Linked DNA regions of Mus musculus: region 2 is linked to region 1. The links are chromatin contacts, called in public HiChIP or PLAC-seq maps. All regions are on one chromosome and are shown on one strand. Each heading gives the region's core, a stretch centred on a gene start, on an enhancer-like site or on the middle of the called end of the contact. The rest is flanking DNA. Distances are from core to core; before and after follow the strand shown. Region 1 has its middle 91 kb from the start of Gm31408. Region 2 overlaps Barx2 (BarH-like homeobox 2).

The links. HiChIP or PLAC-seq counts read pairs in DNA pulled down with a chosen protein or histone mark.
Region 2: an HNF4G HiChIP or PLAC-seq map of pancreatic cancer cells shows a contact between it and region 1. The contact joins two enhancer-like sites. A contact is called at or near these places in 4 of 115 datasets of contacts at active chromatin or transcription factors (embryonic fibroblasts, embryonic hindbrain, embryonic stem cells and 1 more).

What each region holds. Positions count from the first base shown.
Region 1 is chr9:31,646,534-31,654,466 of GRCm38.p6, forward strand. No RefSeq gene overlaps it. Among named protein-coding and RNA genes, the nearest start is that of Gm31408, 91 kb to the left of the region's middle. Within about 2 kb of position 4,073, at least 21 of the 459 cell types and tissues checked have an H3K27ac peak or open chromatin away from gene starts, as enhancers often do. A contact at or near this core is called in pancreatic cancer cells, where this site is marked.
Region 2 is chr9:31,865,405-31,873,337 of GRCm38.p6, forward strand. The region is part of intron 1 of Barx2 (BarH-like homeobox 2); the gene reads right to left. Among named protein-coding and RNA genes, the nearest start is that of Gm31497, 37 kb to the right of the region's middle. Within about 2 kb of position 3,842, at least 17 of the 459 cell types and tissues checked have an H3K27ac peak or open chromatin away from gene starts, as enhancers often do. A contact at or near this core is called in pancreatic cancer cells, where this site is marked.

The DNA of each region.
Region 1 (7,933 bases), core at 2,823-5,322:
ATGAATGTCCAATTATTCCAATGCCATTTGTTGAAAAGTCTATCTTTTCTCAGTGGTTGGCATTTGTTCCCTTGTTAAAGATCAGTTGACTGCCTTTGTGTTGGTCTGTTTGTGAGCTCTGTGCTTGGTCCCACTGGTTTGCCTGTTCTTCTTCCAGCCGCACATTGTTGAATTTTAACAGCTTTATGATCCTTAAGACAGATAGTGTCAGTCCTTCACCTTTGTCGTTTCACTATGTGGATTTTTATAGGTCTTTTGTTGTTCAGCATGGGCGTTAGAGTTAATTTGTTGATTCCAAGCAGAACCTGATGGGGCTTTGATCTTTATTACATTGGCTCTCTTGGTCAAGTTGGAAAGAGCTGATGTCTTAACAATATCAAGTCCTACCATCTGTGAATATGACTGTGAGCCCATTTATTTAACTTTTTAATTTTCTTTAGTTCTGGTTTTATAGTTTTCTTCATTTGGCATAAATTTGTCAGACATATGCCAAAGAACTTCATTATCATGTGTGGTGATGTGACTAGAGTCTTTAAATTAGTGCGTGTATATATGAATGTATATGGGGATAATAATATATATTATCGTGACAACCAACTTTCTTTATTAAGTTATACTCAATTTTGCTATAATTGCCTATGAGTTACAGAAGTTTTTGTCAGTTGCTTAAGATTTCTATACAGTAAATCATTGGAATTGAGAAAAACTAGTTTTATTTCTTCCTTACCAATAGGTGCAAACTTAATTTCCTTTTCTTATCTTATTGCATTAGCCAGAACACTCAGTGCAATGTTAAAAGAGAACAATGAAAGAAGACATCTTTGCTTTGTTCCTAATCTGCATATAAGATCTTTTGATTTCGTAGCTTCACGTGTATTAGGTGTGGAACTTTGTGTATGTGTGTGTATGTATAGTCCTTAAGTTGAGGAATTCTTTTCTGTTCCTAGTTTACAGAGACCTATTATTACAAATAAGTATAGAATTCTGTCCAGTATTTTTCTGGATTATATTGTTGTGGTCATGTGATTTCAGTTGAACCAGACTGCTATATTTGAACTAAATCTCTCTTCAACATTGGATATACGTTGTGTTATATATTGCTGAATTCAACCTGCTAATTATTTTGTTGAGAAATTCTGAATCTTTGTTAGCAAGAGATATTAGCTTGCACTATTCTTATCATAACCTTTATCTGATGTTGGCATGAGGGTGATGCTGGCCTCAAAGAGTGAGTTGGAGGTGAGCAAAGCCCCTCTATGTTCTGAAAGAGGTTGCAAAGAACTGGACTCCCTGTTCTGTAAGTGTTTTGTAGAGTTCAGCATTGGCTCCCCGGTTTGGTGCTTTCTGTTTTGCAGGTTATATTTTATTTTATTTGCCTGTACTTATATCAGCAGCTGGACCTATTCAGACTGGTTGTTTCTTCCACTTTGAGTTTGGACATTTTCTGTTTGTTTGTTTGTTTTATGAATTCATCTATTTCATTTCAGCTGTCAAGTTTGTAGGCATAGTAGTTTGTAACAATCCTTTGTTGTCTCTTCTTTTATTTACAAATAATTAACCTACATTCCCTGTTTTGCCTTAGATACTTTGCTGAGGTTTTATTGATCTTGTCTATGAATCACAGTTTTCTTGCTGTTTTGTAATTTTCTACTTTTTTTTTTTAAATTTAAAATGCTTTACATTTTGCTATGTATCGTCTTATACTTGTTTAGCATTTAATCCATTCCTGTTTTTTCTAGTTCTCAGGGATACAATTTGATATTAAAAAAAAAACAAAACAAAACCCAAACCTTTCTTATTTTCTAATAGCTGTGAGCTTCCCTCTACAGATTAATTTCAGCACATCTGGCTTTGGTAAGTCACATTTTCATTTTTACTTACTTGAAAAGGTTTTTCATTTCCCCTGAGATGTTTTCTTTTCCTGGTTCCTTAGTTTGGTGGTTCTGTGCCTCTGTAGTGGGATTTCACAATGTCTCTCCATCCCTCTCTGCTTAGGTGATGTAGCAGGACAAGCAAATACCAGCAAATACCGCAACATCTCTGCAGGTTACTAATTTGTTTCTTTCTGAGTATCAACCTTGGGTTTCAGAGTGGTTCTATTTCAGTGTGTTCCTGATGGAAGTGGGAGGAGACTATTTCCTCCGAAATTTCCTAGGAGAAACTGGTGGGGGCTCCATGTGCCTGAGGTCCTTCCACGTGCCCGAGGTTCCTTACTCTCCTGCGTAACTGTGCGAAGCCTCTAGATACTCGCAGCTACAGTTTGTGTAACTGGTAGCCAGCTGCTGGCTCCCAGAAGAGCTTTCCGCTCGGCTAAGTTGTGATTCTCTGTATTGTGGGACAGGTTTTGGTTTGCTTGTTCAGTGTGGTGACTCACTTATCTTACATATTTTAGAAGAGCCAATTTTTTTCTTTCCTTTCTTTTAAAATTTCTTTTTCTCTTTGCTTGTTGCTAGGATAAAAGCACCTCTGAACTCCCTCCAGGTGCAGAACCAAAATTTAAAATACCAATATACTTTATTGGAATATTAGTATCCTTCTTTCATGAACTTTTGTTAATTAGGTAACTTGGGTCTCTTGTACTAAGGCGAAACCCTCAGATTGAATGCGTTTCCTCTTTGTCTTTGGTGCATACGTGATTTTTGCATCAGCTTATTAACAATGGACCCTAGATTAGCGAACTTTCTATTACTGTCACAAATACTGGCATAAGTACATTATTAGCTTTGGAGGTTACAGGCCTCAGTGCCTTTGTTCCTGTGGTTAGACAGCACATGACAGTGACAATCTAAGTCAGAACGCAACTTTTTTCTCATGGCTGGAACACAAAAGAGAAAGAGAAAGAGAAAGAAACTATGGTCCCAGGGCTCTATTCAAAGTGATGACCCCAACCACCTAAGACTTACCAGCATCACCTCTTAAAGTTCTTACTACCTTCCAGTAGTGCCACAGGCCAGGGACCAAGTCTAACTCGGAAGCCTTCTGGGGGGCATACCAGATCCAAACCATAGATAGCAAAATCCAAATGTAATTGTGAAATGCAGGCAGGGTGAATGAATAAGTTAGTGAATGAACACCACCCAGATGTGCATCCTAATAATTATCAAAGTCCCTTTCCAGTAAATCAATTTCTATATCGCATTCAAAGAATTTCTGAGGTGTCCCAAGTCAGAGGCGTGCTCAAAGCCGTAGAAGGCCAGTCAACGTGCTGGACCGAGATCGTGGGAATCCTGAGATGTGAATAGTTGATATTTTCTCTGTTCCTCAGACAGTGTGACAGTGGCCAGCTCCTATGTGGAGGCCAGGTGCTGTGTCTTTCAACACTCTTTCTGTTTCATGTTGAATGAGTCAAGCCTTGCAAAGCTTGAAGAGTGAAAGCCTGCCCCCCTTACACCCCTGAAAGTGGCCGGGGAAAGGGCCCTTCTGCCAAGGTTCTCACCCAGGTGTCCGAGCTCCCCTTTTTTTCCCCCGCTTCAAATAGTCCAGTGACCCCAGCCCATGCATGGAGATCTCTAACCATACTGAACCTGTTTTCTAGAGAAAGCATGTGTGTGTGCATCCTAGGGAGGGAAAGATGGTGCCTTACCCGCGTATCAAAGCTATTTATGTGTCTGTTGTTCAAATTGTGAGGTTCTTGAAGGCACTACTCAGTGCCAACAGAGTAAATGGCTGCTGGATCAGACGATGGAAAAGAAAGCATGATATATGATAGCTGAACAAACGTTTTTCTGAAGTAAGGTCCGTTTCTCACATTGGCCAGGGTCTCTAAAGATGTAGGGTCCTCCTAATGCCTCATCTCATCCAAAAGGACACCCAAACAGCTGCTTCCCTCTCTGCTTGGATTAACTCCGCCAACTTTGCATGTAGGCTTGTTCACATCTCGGAGTGCTAGAACCAGTTTGAGGCTTTTCCATGAAGTGTGTGGTAATGGTGTCCCCAAATGGCTTGAGGTGATGAAAGAACAACCTGGGAGAGTCACCTCCCTGTTTGTCTTCTCAGCCTTGGGAGTGGACCCTAGAAGGGCTATGCCCCAACCCTGGCCTCTTTCTCGGCCCAGGGCTATGAGGGACTTGCTGCATTCTGAGTGTGTGAAAAGAACGAGGGGACTATGAGTCAGAGAAATAACTCCTAGGGCCAACCTCACCCTAGAATTGTTTCATCAAAATGGGAAGCTGCAGAGGGGGGAACAAGCCCGATGCCAAGGTGTCCACGCTGTTCCAACTTGCCTTCGAGTTGAGGACTCAGCAAACACTGACACGGGTTGACAAACCAAGACAGGTTTGATTTACAGAGCACTCCTCTGTCCCAGGGAGAAATCAAACATTGTAAATCACCAGGGGATGGCCTAGGCTCTAGAGTGCTTATAAACCATCTGAGCAGGCCTTGCCTCTTGCCCCACCGGGAGTAACTTTCCATCGGGCAGTGTGCCCTTCTCAGAGGCAAGACAAAAAAGAATTGTGTGCACAGAGGGTGAGGTGAGTCACAGGAAGCTCAGCAGGGGCTGCTTCTCCTAACCAGGCATCTGTGATCACTGGAAAGCTTGCACAGTACTTACCAGTCTGTCACTAGGCTCCAGAGAGACTTCCATGAACATCAGGGACTGTCCTGCTTGACCGTGCGAGGAGGAAGAGACAGTGCAGCTCTTAAGCTGCAATGTGTGTTTTTTGGATGGTCTGCCCAATGGGTATCTTCTAGAACCTTGGAGCATACATCTCACATGCTTCTGACAGTGATGCCCAAGGCTTCCTATGGAAGAGGCCTGAGTGATATCAATGTGAGAAACAGACACTGGAGACTTGCCTTAAATCTGGGCTTCTATGAAATGTGTCATCAACTGACTAGGGAGGAAGTAAACAGGAACATGGCTAGAGAAAAGAGACATATTCTATATATTCTGTTATCAATGACACACTTATCTGAGCTTTGAGGACCGAGATTCCAGAAGCCAGGGTTTTATTCCTTCCTTCCATGTAACGAATCCATTATTCTCTTTGCATTTTGTAGCATCTTCTTGTGCTTCGTCTGTTCCTTTAAGGCTACCCTACGAGCTAATCAGCCTTTGAATGGAAAACACGTGCCGTGCCTCGTGCTCTTTGCTTTTTTGGCTTACATCATTTGTTGGGACTCTGGATATGGGGTTGGTATAGTTAGTTGAGTGTGGGGCAGGGAGCAAGAGCCTTGCCTGCTGTCTCTTGGCTTTTAGAATTCCTGAACAAAGGCCATTGTTGTGAATTAACCGAGCTGTATGTTTGGTAGAAGGTAAGGCAATCACACTGAACCCAAACAGTGAGATTTCCTGTAGCGTAAGTGAGAAAGTTAGAGCTTTTCTCTGAATTTCAGTTCTTGGTAAAGAAGGGGTTGGGGTTACACCAGAAAAGGGGGTTCTTTTCTGCTGGCTTGCTCTATCCATCCCCAGCATGTTGAGGCTCAGGCCCTAGTACTTCAAGTTATTTTCAGCTCTCCCTACTGGTTACTATAATCTAAGAGTAGGTTATTTTGTACACCCTAGCCTCATGTCTTCCAGTTGCAAGGGAGGGACTCCCACATCAGCCTCTTCCCTATATACAAACCAGCCACGCAGGTGGCAAAGGTGGATCAATCCTTCCTTCTTGAAGGGTCTGAGTGTAATCAAATCTAGGAAGGGACACCTTCCACCCAAGAGGACATGTCTTATCTCAGGAAGATGAAAATAAAGAAAATCAGGAGAATAGTTTCATTGGCACAAATTGGACCAGTGTTGAACTCAGCCTGGGGCAATGAGATTCTACAACACATTCTCTCCGCCCCTCGTACACTTACAGTGTTAAATGTGGAAAGTTTATAGAGATCGCCTTGACAACCATCATGTTGGAAGCTGTATGAAATGTGGTCGGCTTTTAATACACCCAAGGCTGTCTGGTTCCCTTAGCAGTTAAGCCAGTGTTAAACCCACCAGTCCGGAGTGAAATTGTATAAAATATATACTTATATAAGTTCTTCCTTTTAAATGTTTATAATCTATGTTGAATAGCACAAACTCAACACAGGGAAACAAATTCTGGGCAGCTTTCAAAAGAATTGAATTCATTCCATGCCCTGGCGGTAGGTGAAGTCCAAGGCAAGGTTCTCAGCTAAAAGACACCCTCATTCTTTGCCAGTTGTTAGGAAAGGTTCCATGCTGGAAGGAAGTCCCAGAAGCCAGCATGGAGACACAGATGACTTAGGGAAGAGGTCCCAGGCAGGGCAGAGAGCTTCCATAACTAGGGCCAGTATTTTTCAGGGCCTCAAAGTATTTATATGATCAATTACATTGAGACCCTGTCAAATTGCTCCTCTTTCTCACATTGTTCAGCTGTCTCTGGAGATTCTACCTCCCCCATGAGAATGTCCTCACATGTCCTCACATCAGACCTCAGTGACCACCTCCCTCTCTTTCGGAGGTATCAGAATTCAAGTGGACATGTGAAGTGTGCTAGTTTCACCTAAATTCCCATTACCCTCCCACTCCTAGTTCCAGCTTTGCAGTTTAGTGAGTGACACCAACTGTGTTCCTTATGCAAGCAGACAATACTCATCTTACTATGCAGACAACCAGAGGACAGCGAAAGTACATTACCCCCCCCCACACACACACACACACAGTTCACAGACAGCAACACCAGAGTTCTTAGACACTTGATAAAACCTATATCTTTGGCGACTCCTGGAACAGAGAGGCCATATGCCTCTCAGCATAGTGCTAAGTCAGCACAAGACATGGCGTCTCTCGCTTCCTTGGAATGCTCTGCCACCTCCCTGACATGCTCTATTTATGCTCCCTTCTTGTCTGGCAGCCTCAGTCTGGTGCTGTTGCCCAGCTCCCTCCCTGGGACTCACCCGCAGGACCTACAGAGACCTTCCCACTTGGTTCCCAAAGGAAGGCAGCTCAGCAGAAGACAACGAATGTCAACAGGCAAGGGTGGAAGAGGAGAGAGGCAGAGGAAGAAGAGAAGACAGCAGACAAAGGAACGTGTAGATCATTAAGCAGACAGATTCATTACCTGCATCATTCTGACTCAAAAGGCGATTTCCAGGGAGGAACTCTGGACTAGGTATAAGGTGGTGGCTATTATGTATGGGATAGTAGTTCATAAAGTTGAACCAAGAATCCAAGTAGTCATTTATTTGATGCTTTCCAGATAGGCTGGCTATAAGCAGTCTCATACTAACAAACAAGATTATCATTAATGTTATTAAACCATATTACAATTGTTTAAGTTTCTATTGTCCTATTAGAATGTACTCAAAGATTTTCTGGATAAATGCAACTTCACCTTGTACTCATTGTGGTAAACTGAACCAAAAGCACATAGAAAGATATTGGCACTTAGAGGATGGAGAGATGGTCCAGTGGTTAAGAGCAATTCCTGCCCTTACAAAGGTCCCAGCCACTATGCAGCAAGCAGTTCACAACCATCTGAGACTTCAGTTCCGGGAAATCCAACCCCTTCTGGCCTCCATGGGTACCCGGCATACATATGATACACATACACACACATAGGCAAAACATTCATAGATACAAAATAAAGATAAACAATTCATTAAAAAACATACTAGCAGTTTAATTAACTATCAAACCCCAGTTTTGGCTTCCAGGTTGCCTGTTTGGAAGCTGTATGCTTTCTGAAGCTCGACATTAACTTGTGCACAGATAACTCTTTGCTTTTAGCTGATTGTGAGGTGTGGTCATTTTAAATAAAAGCTGGTCTTTGGACTGTTTGAACATGGCTCGGTTGCTACTGGAAAAAGTCCGTTGACATCTTTTGATTTATAGCACCTTTGCCAGGTAGGAAATCTAACAGTACAAGAGTGCTCTATTTTTTTTTTTTTTTTTTTTTTGCAGGTCTGCAGAGGCCTGTTGCTTTTAATGGTATGTGTAGGACATAACATGTGACTCATGTATCCAGTAAAGAGTCAT
Region 2 (7,933 bases), core at 2,592-5,091, 220 kb after region 1:
AAACCTGGGGCTAAAAACATAGCAGAACAGGCCAGGACATGCCTGGGCAGGCCCGTCGTTACATGTCCTGACTGGCCTAGTGCCTCCCTATCTCCCGCCCTTCTGACAGTCTGTTGATGTTTAAATGGACCAATCATGTGAAACTGCGCCAATTCCTCCCCCAGCCCCACCCCTTTTCTATAAAAGTCCCTAGCTTCCAAGCCTTGGGGTCGAAACCACTGTCTCCTGCGTGAGATATGTTTCGAACCAGAGCTCCGCCATTATGGCTCCACCATGTGGTTGACACCTCTGTCTCCTGCGGGAGATATGTGTAGGCCCGGAGCTCCGTCATTAAACTACCTCATGCTTTTACATCAAGATGGTCGTCTGTTCGTGATTCTTGGGTGCGCACCGAACAAGAATTGAGTGGGGGTTTCCCCACTAGGTTCTTTCAGTGTCAGTTTATTTTTTTGTCTAAGTGCATAACCAACAATTCTAACTCCATCATATGGGCTATTCGATGACAGTTTTAAATGCCAGGTTTAAGATTTAGTAAATTGCCAAAGAGAGAAGTGGGGAACCTTTGTTCACCAGAATTCTGGGAGCCTACAAGGGAATTCCCACCCCCAGCAGCCTGAGACTTGCTTCCTAGAAAAGCGGGCAGACTGGGAAAGAAATTACCCTTCCCAAGGTGACCTCTACAGAGGGGTCACACACAGAATACAAGATGAGAAAGGAAAGAAGGGAAGGCTATGATGGGATAAGAGTGGGGACAAGCTTTAGAGGGTTAGGAGTCTGTAACTTTGATGAGAATAGAGGCTATAAAAAGAGTAATTATGGAAGGATGTTGACTAGAAGGTATATTATATTACTCCATGGAAAGTTTGGATAAGATCTTCCCACCCAAGACATTTTTTTAAGACAGGGTCTCTTGCTATGTAGCCTACATTAGCTACAAACCTAAGGGTCCTCCTGCTTTAACCTTCCAAGCACTGAGACTATGCTATGTCTGGCTCAATGACAAGCCAAAATGAAACAAAATGAAATGAAACAAACAAACAAACAAACAAAAAACAGATTTCTATTGTCTTTGACTATAATTCTACACATACAGTGGGCTACAAAGGGCTCTAGAGGTAGTTGAGTAATAGTTCATGTATGCCTGCCTGCTTCTGACGTCTGTTCTACTAGGTTCATTTCACTTTAACCATTTCTAGATGTGGTGGCACACTCCCAGCATTCCAGAAACAGAGGCAGATTGATCTCTATGGGTTCAAGGCCAACCTAGTCTACATATCAAGTCCTGGGCCAGTGAAGACTATAGAGAGACAATAAATCTACTTTAACAACTATGGATCCTTTAAGACATGTTGTTATCACAGGGCCCCCAAAGTAAGAGCTAGAGAAAGTACCCAAGGAGCTGAAGGGGTCTGCAACCCTATAGGTGGAATAACAATATGAACTAATCAGTAACCCCAGAACTCGTGTCTCTAGCTGTATATGTATATGTAGCTAAAGGTGGCCTAATTGGCCATCATTGGGAAGAGAGGACCCTTGGTCTAGCAAACTTTATATGCCCCAGCACAGGAGAAAGCCAGGGCCAAGAAGTAGGAGTGAGTGGGTAGAGGAGCAGGGTGGGGGGAAGGGTATAGGGGACTGATGGGATAGCATTTGAAATGTAAATGAAGAAAATATCCAACAAAAAATGGAAAAAAAGAGACATGTTGTTATCAAATAGAACAAGACCTGCCCTTTCTTCTTTTCACAAAATTTCCTGACATTTGTCTAATTGTACTTTATAATCATTTTGTTGGTCTGTTTTAAGAAACAACACACTCCACCATACAAACAAAAATGAAGAAGTAAATACAACTGATACCCTGGTAAAAATTGTGCTAACCTTATAGATTAATCTAGGGAAAGAGAACTCTTCTGATGATCTTACCCGATGGTTTACAGAGATTTGTGCACTTTGCTTAATGAAGACTAAACCCAGTGAAACATTTTAAATGTTCTGTCTATCTATCTATCTATCTATCTATCTATCTATCTATCTATCTATACCCTTCCCTTCCCTCCCCAACTCTCTCTCTCTTTCTCTTCATTTCTCCTTCCCTCCAACCTTCTGGTGGGACATTTTTAAGGCACATCAGAACCACCACAGTCTATCATATGAAGAATCTTAACTGAATATTCTAATGCAAATTCAGTGACTAAAATTACATCTGGTTACCACCTGAGAGCACTTCTACGTTGGGGACATACACAAATGGAAGACGACCACCAAGGTAAATACAGTTGCAGTGAGACTTAGGGGCCTGGGTATTTGATGTGTACCTTTAAGCTTAGAAACATGGCTGGGCTAAGAGGTAATATATGTGCAGCGAAACCCTGAGTCTCCCAATACGCACAGAAAACTGAGACAAAATATGCTCAAGTCAGCTGCTTCTATCTTTTCTTATACGCCCTGATTTTCATCAAAATAGCTGTGCTCAGAGCTTTACTTTCACCAACCAGTTGCGTAAACATTTCATATTCCCATCAAAGCAGTGAAATGGATTAGTCATATGCCTACAAGTTTTTAAAAATAGGGGGTATTTACAAATTAATGCATAATTCTTAGAAATTATCACTAAGAATGTTGACTAAAGACAGCTTCTGACCCAGCCTGGATCATTCACTTGTACTTGTAAAACTCAGGCAGTTATATGCCTAGGAGGGAGTGGCCACTGTAATAAACCAGACACCCTATTTAAACAAACATGTTTTTAGTTGACAAATGGAGTGTAAGCGTGACCACACTGGGTGCATTTTCTAATGATTGTTTTTCTTCAGCTTAAATGGGTTTCGCATAGGATGAATAGCACATTGACTGTGTATCCTATATCTAGAAACGCTTCCCTTGTCAAATGTTTGGTCTGTCTGAGACTCTGCCCTTGGATTCTAAAACTTAAGTGGTTGACTCCTGCCACAAAATGTCCCCAGAGTTTGAGGGGATGGGTTAAACAGAGGAGTCAGAACTCTAGATTCATGGATTCTTAGGTTCAACATGGAGTTGAAAATATTTTTTTTTTACATTTTATTGATTCTTTGTGAATTCACCCTGATCCCATTCATCTCCCTGTCCCTTCATATCTGCCCCTGCCCTTGTCACCTCCCCTTCCCAAAAGAAGACAAAAAATTAAAATAAAAAGGGAACAAATAAACAAAAATCTCACTATAGAAGCTACACATGTCACAGTGTGTCACATAGTATGTCCCCTAGTCCCCAAACAGCTTTCCTTGCAAATACTCATTGCAATCATTCATTGGTCTGCTTCGAGGCCTCTGGCTTCTGCCACGATGTCAATGCTGGATCCTTAAGAGGGCTCCTCTCAGATATCCTGCTGTTGCCCTATGTCATGGAGATCCTACAACTTTGTATCTGTAGGACCAGCACCTTTACATGTTCCAGCAGTTCATAGATTGAGTTGATGTTGGCTTCAATTATCAAGGAGAAAGTATGCCATTTTATACAGGGAATCTGTTCATCCATGTGTTTGCATATCCACCAGGGCAGGGTGACCTAGAACCTATGCCCTTGATTACTGAAAAATGTCAGTACTCTAAGATTCCACACTGTACATGAGCTCACATGCCAGGGTCAAGCATGGACACCATCCAGTGTTGCCAATTGCTGTCACATCTTACCTGCAGCCATGGCTGTACTTGAACTCTAGGGCAGAAACCTCAGACAACAGTACCTGCTTCTACAAATCTCCTGTGGGCTTTTCTTCATTTCCTCAGCGTACCAGTTCCCAAACTGCCTCTCCACACCCACATTTCTGGCTGACACAAGCAAGGGCCAAAGGTCAGAATGAGTAAGAATCTCTAAGTTGCTGATTGACTCATTTATGGTCCAGGAATGTGTGACCTATATATGTGTAGAATGCTTCAGAGCAACCCAAGTAGCGCACACAAACACAAGGAGACAGATGTATTCAGGCAGCCTGAAAGTGACTTGGTGGAACATGTGGGAAGCAATAGTTGAGTTCCCCTTCTGAGTTCCCTGAAAGGGAAGGGAGTTCATATAATCACTCACAACAAATAATTACAACCGGCTTTCATTTCTCTCAACTAGCCAGTAAATTTGGCGGCAAAGGGAGATGGGGGTTGGGGCTCCCCCTCTGACTCAGAGTGATCTGGAACAGATAGATGCTAAATATTCCTTTTGTAATATCATCATCTATAAAGTCAAATAAATAATAGTTCTTCCCTTGTGTGACTGTAAGAGTTAAATTAATTAAAATATGGGAAGCACCCACAAGTACCAGAAGCACTCATGGGTACTGAGTTGCTCTTAGCCCACTTTGTTTCATCCCTCTACTTAGATACTTGTGATTGAGCCACACTGAAGGGGAGAGGGGTTGGGGTTTTTTTTTTTTTTTTTTTTTTTTTTGGTTGGTTGGTTTTTTTGTTTTGTATTTATTTATTTATTTATTCATTTATTCATTTATTTATTTATTTAGCGAGCAGGCTTAAATTTGGCTTGGTGTTATAGGCCTGTAGTCCCAGCTAGTCAGGAGACTGAGACAGAAGGATTGCAGATTTAAGGCCTGACTATTCTGGGAAGTATTGAAACATAGCTGTTAACTGTCAGGGAGAGATGTGGAGATCAGCACACATGAGGTCCTGGGTTCAAACCTCAGTTATCAAAAACAAGAAACAAAAAAGCAAACCTACATGCAAACAACATGCACATCCCCATGACCTCTGTGCAGTCATATACAATGCAAAAATCAGCAACCCAGAGACAGCCAGTTTCTCTTTGCATCACAAAAGACTTCAAAGGCCTTTGCAGCCATGTTCTGGGACTGACTACAACCACAGAGGAAAAAAAAATCAATATAAACTGGCCAGAAATTCTCTTAAAACCTCCTGGAATCCAGAAACATTTGATTTTACTAATCTGTAAGGAAAAAAAAAAAAAAACAGAGCTAGAGATGTAACTCAACAGCAAAAATACCTGCTTAGTGTGCAAGAAGTCCTGGATTTCATTCCCTGCATATCACACACACACACAGAGCATATGTGCACACACCTCACATGCATACACATACACTCACACATACATACACACACTCACATGTACACACATCCACTATGGTACATATTTGCACACACACAGCACAGGTACACTCAGAGAGTGCACACACATACAGCATGCATGCACATACACACACACACACTTCATCAATCAGCTTGAACATCTCAACACATAGCCCTTGTCAGGACAATGGGAAAGGAAAGATAAATTTCAGGGCACAACAGACAAAACCAAAGTCAATTTTTATGAAGTTCAGGAAAACAGTTACAGGGTGGTTTAAATTACTTTGTGCAGAGTGAATTAAGGATAAGCAAGGACAGGATGTAAAGTCCAGCGCCTGTCAACTTTGAATGAAGTGACATAAGGAGGAAAAAAGAACCTGAGGAGGCTCTGGTTGGCCCTTTAAGTCTCCAACAGGGTTGGATTTTCCTGCAGGGCACAGTGAATGAAATAGGTCATTTCCCAGGTCACAACTTTATGTGGCTAAAGAAGAGAAGCTTTGTTGAGAAGTCAACTCAAAAGCCAACAAAATGTCTTACCTGTTGACTCCCTCATTAAAAGGGGGGGGGGGTGCTGGCATTTAGTGAGGTGAGTGTAGATGAGTTTGAAACACGGAAGACATTTATTTTAAAAGATCCACATGAAACAGCCATGACGTAGACTCTAGAATAATCACCTATGTGGACGTAAAGCAAGCAAGCAAACAAGCGAACTGAAGAAGGTTCATAAAGGTTCCCAACAAAAGGCAGGAGGTGGGGTGGGGAGGAGATGTCAAGGAGATGTGGGAAACTGAAGGAAGCCAGGGAGGTGAACACAGACACAGAGCAACCCCGGGAGGCTGGTTGCATCACCACCAGATTCGTTATGCACACAAGCTCAGTCTTGTCAATTCGACCTGCAATATTACCAGATCTGTAGATACCCACAGAATATCGGGCTGAGCTGAGATCAATCAAGATAGCCAAGAGGATAGATTCCTGGACCTTTCTAGGCTGCTAAAATGTAGATTGTCCCACCCCACCTTCAACAGTCCTCAGCTCCCTCTGCCAAGAACACCCTGGAAACAACCTGGTCTTTCTTCTCCCTCCCAGCCGTCCTACAGTCTTCCATACAGCCAGCCACACCTGCTCCCATCCTCTCCTCACAAGCCAGCATTGACAGAGCGCTGCCCAGAACAGCTGTTGTTTATTACAAAGACAGAGTTAACCGCTCCTCCCTTCATGTACCCACACCTTTTGTTCACGTCCTTATTCACCCTTACTTAATTCAAACCTTAAATTACAAGGTAATTTATTTACCCATCTGCTTCTCAGCAACTTGCCAATTTTTTATCAGAAGACAAGATCAAAAAGACTATCTTCGTAGAACCTGGACCTCCACTGAACATATTTTACCAGAATCAAGAGATTTAGACCAGAGAAAATCATTCTAACCCACTAAGTTCTGTGGCTTTAGTCAAATCCTACTTCACAGCTTCTATTTTCTCTGTTTTAAATGGTGATAACACTTTTCTGCAAGTATGCCATAGGACACTGGATAATAAGCATCAATGAATAATTGATAAATAAAATTCAATGAAGAATTATTCCAAAAATGTTCTCATTTTTTTTCAAACACCCATTAGCAGGCAGGCCCAGATGAAGTTCCTATTTCCCAGACGCCTGTATTCACTAGGAAATAATCCTGCTTTTTTGTACTCTAGTCCCTCTCCTATGCCTCCTGTTCACTGGTTTCTAGTTAGGGTCTGGGGTCTGCGGGGGCAGCACCTGTACGGTTTCTAGAAGAAAGCCTATAGTTCGTCAGCATCAAAGCATGCTGGAGAAGGACCCACGCAAACACAGGGGGACAGAGGGCAGATTCTCCCTCAAGAACAGATCTAATTGAGGTTTGAAAAGTACAGCTGTCTGAGATGTCATCACAAATAGCAAATAGCTAAGAAGGAACAAGTAGAAATTTAAGTTATGCTCACACAAAAGCATAAAACTTTGCCAAATGCCATTAAGAAACTTCAAAGGGAAAATAAATGCACATGCATGGTAGAGAAAACAAGAGAAAGGGTGTTTATGTCTTACTGAAGCATGGTCCAAAGAATGTCTCATGCTGAAATTGGTTCCACAGAGCGAGGGCGAGGGGAAGTACTTTGGGTCATGAAGGCAAAGTCACTAAGCCAGGTTGCTCTCTTGTTTGGTAAGAGTCCAAAAGGATAGTTAAGGTCATAACAGTCCCCTTGGTTGTGACAAGTGGCACTGTGACATTTCTATCTGGATATTTTGATGTCCTACACCCAGCCCTATGATTTCTGTGGGAAGGGTTCCTCTCAAATGCCATGTTAAAAGTTAAGCAGATACTGTGGTCAAGACCAAAAAAAAAAAAAAGTTGCAAAACACCTCAAGTGTGAGAGGAGGAAGAAAAGGAAGTCCTGTGTAATGGCAGTATCTTTTTTAATTTTATTTTAATTTTTATTTACATGTATGTACACATATGTGGGCGACCACAGCACTCAGTAGAGGGTATAGGATCCCCTGCAGCTAGAGTTATGGGAACTTGTTAGCTGTCCAGTGTGCATGCTGGGAACTGAACTTGGGTCCTCTGTGTGAACCACAGCACTCTTAACCATGGAGCCATCTCTCCAGACCCATCTGGCAGGATCTTATTAAAGAGCATGAAATTATCCTCTCCCTTTCTCTCTTACTTAAGCAAGGGGCACCCCAACTGTGAGAAATGTGTGTCACATAGCAATACTTCCTCGTGTTTGAGGCCTTCTCTTGACAGTGTACATCATGCTAAGACAATAACAATATATTGTTACATCAGCATGAACAGCAATTGTGCAGAGCATGGTATCCAAACAAGACCAAATACAACCAC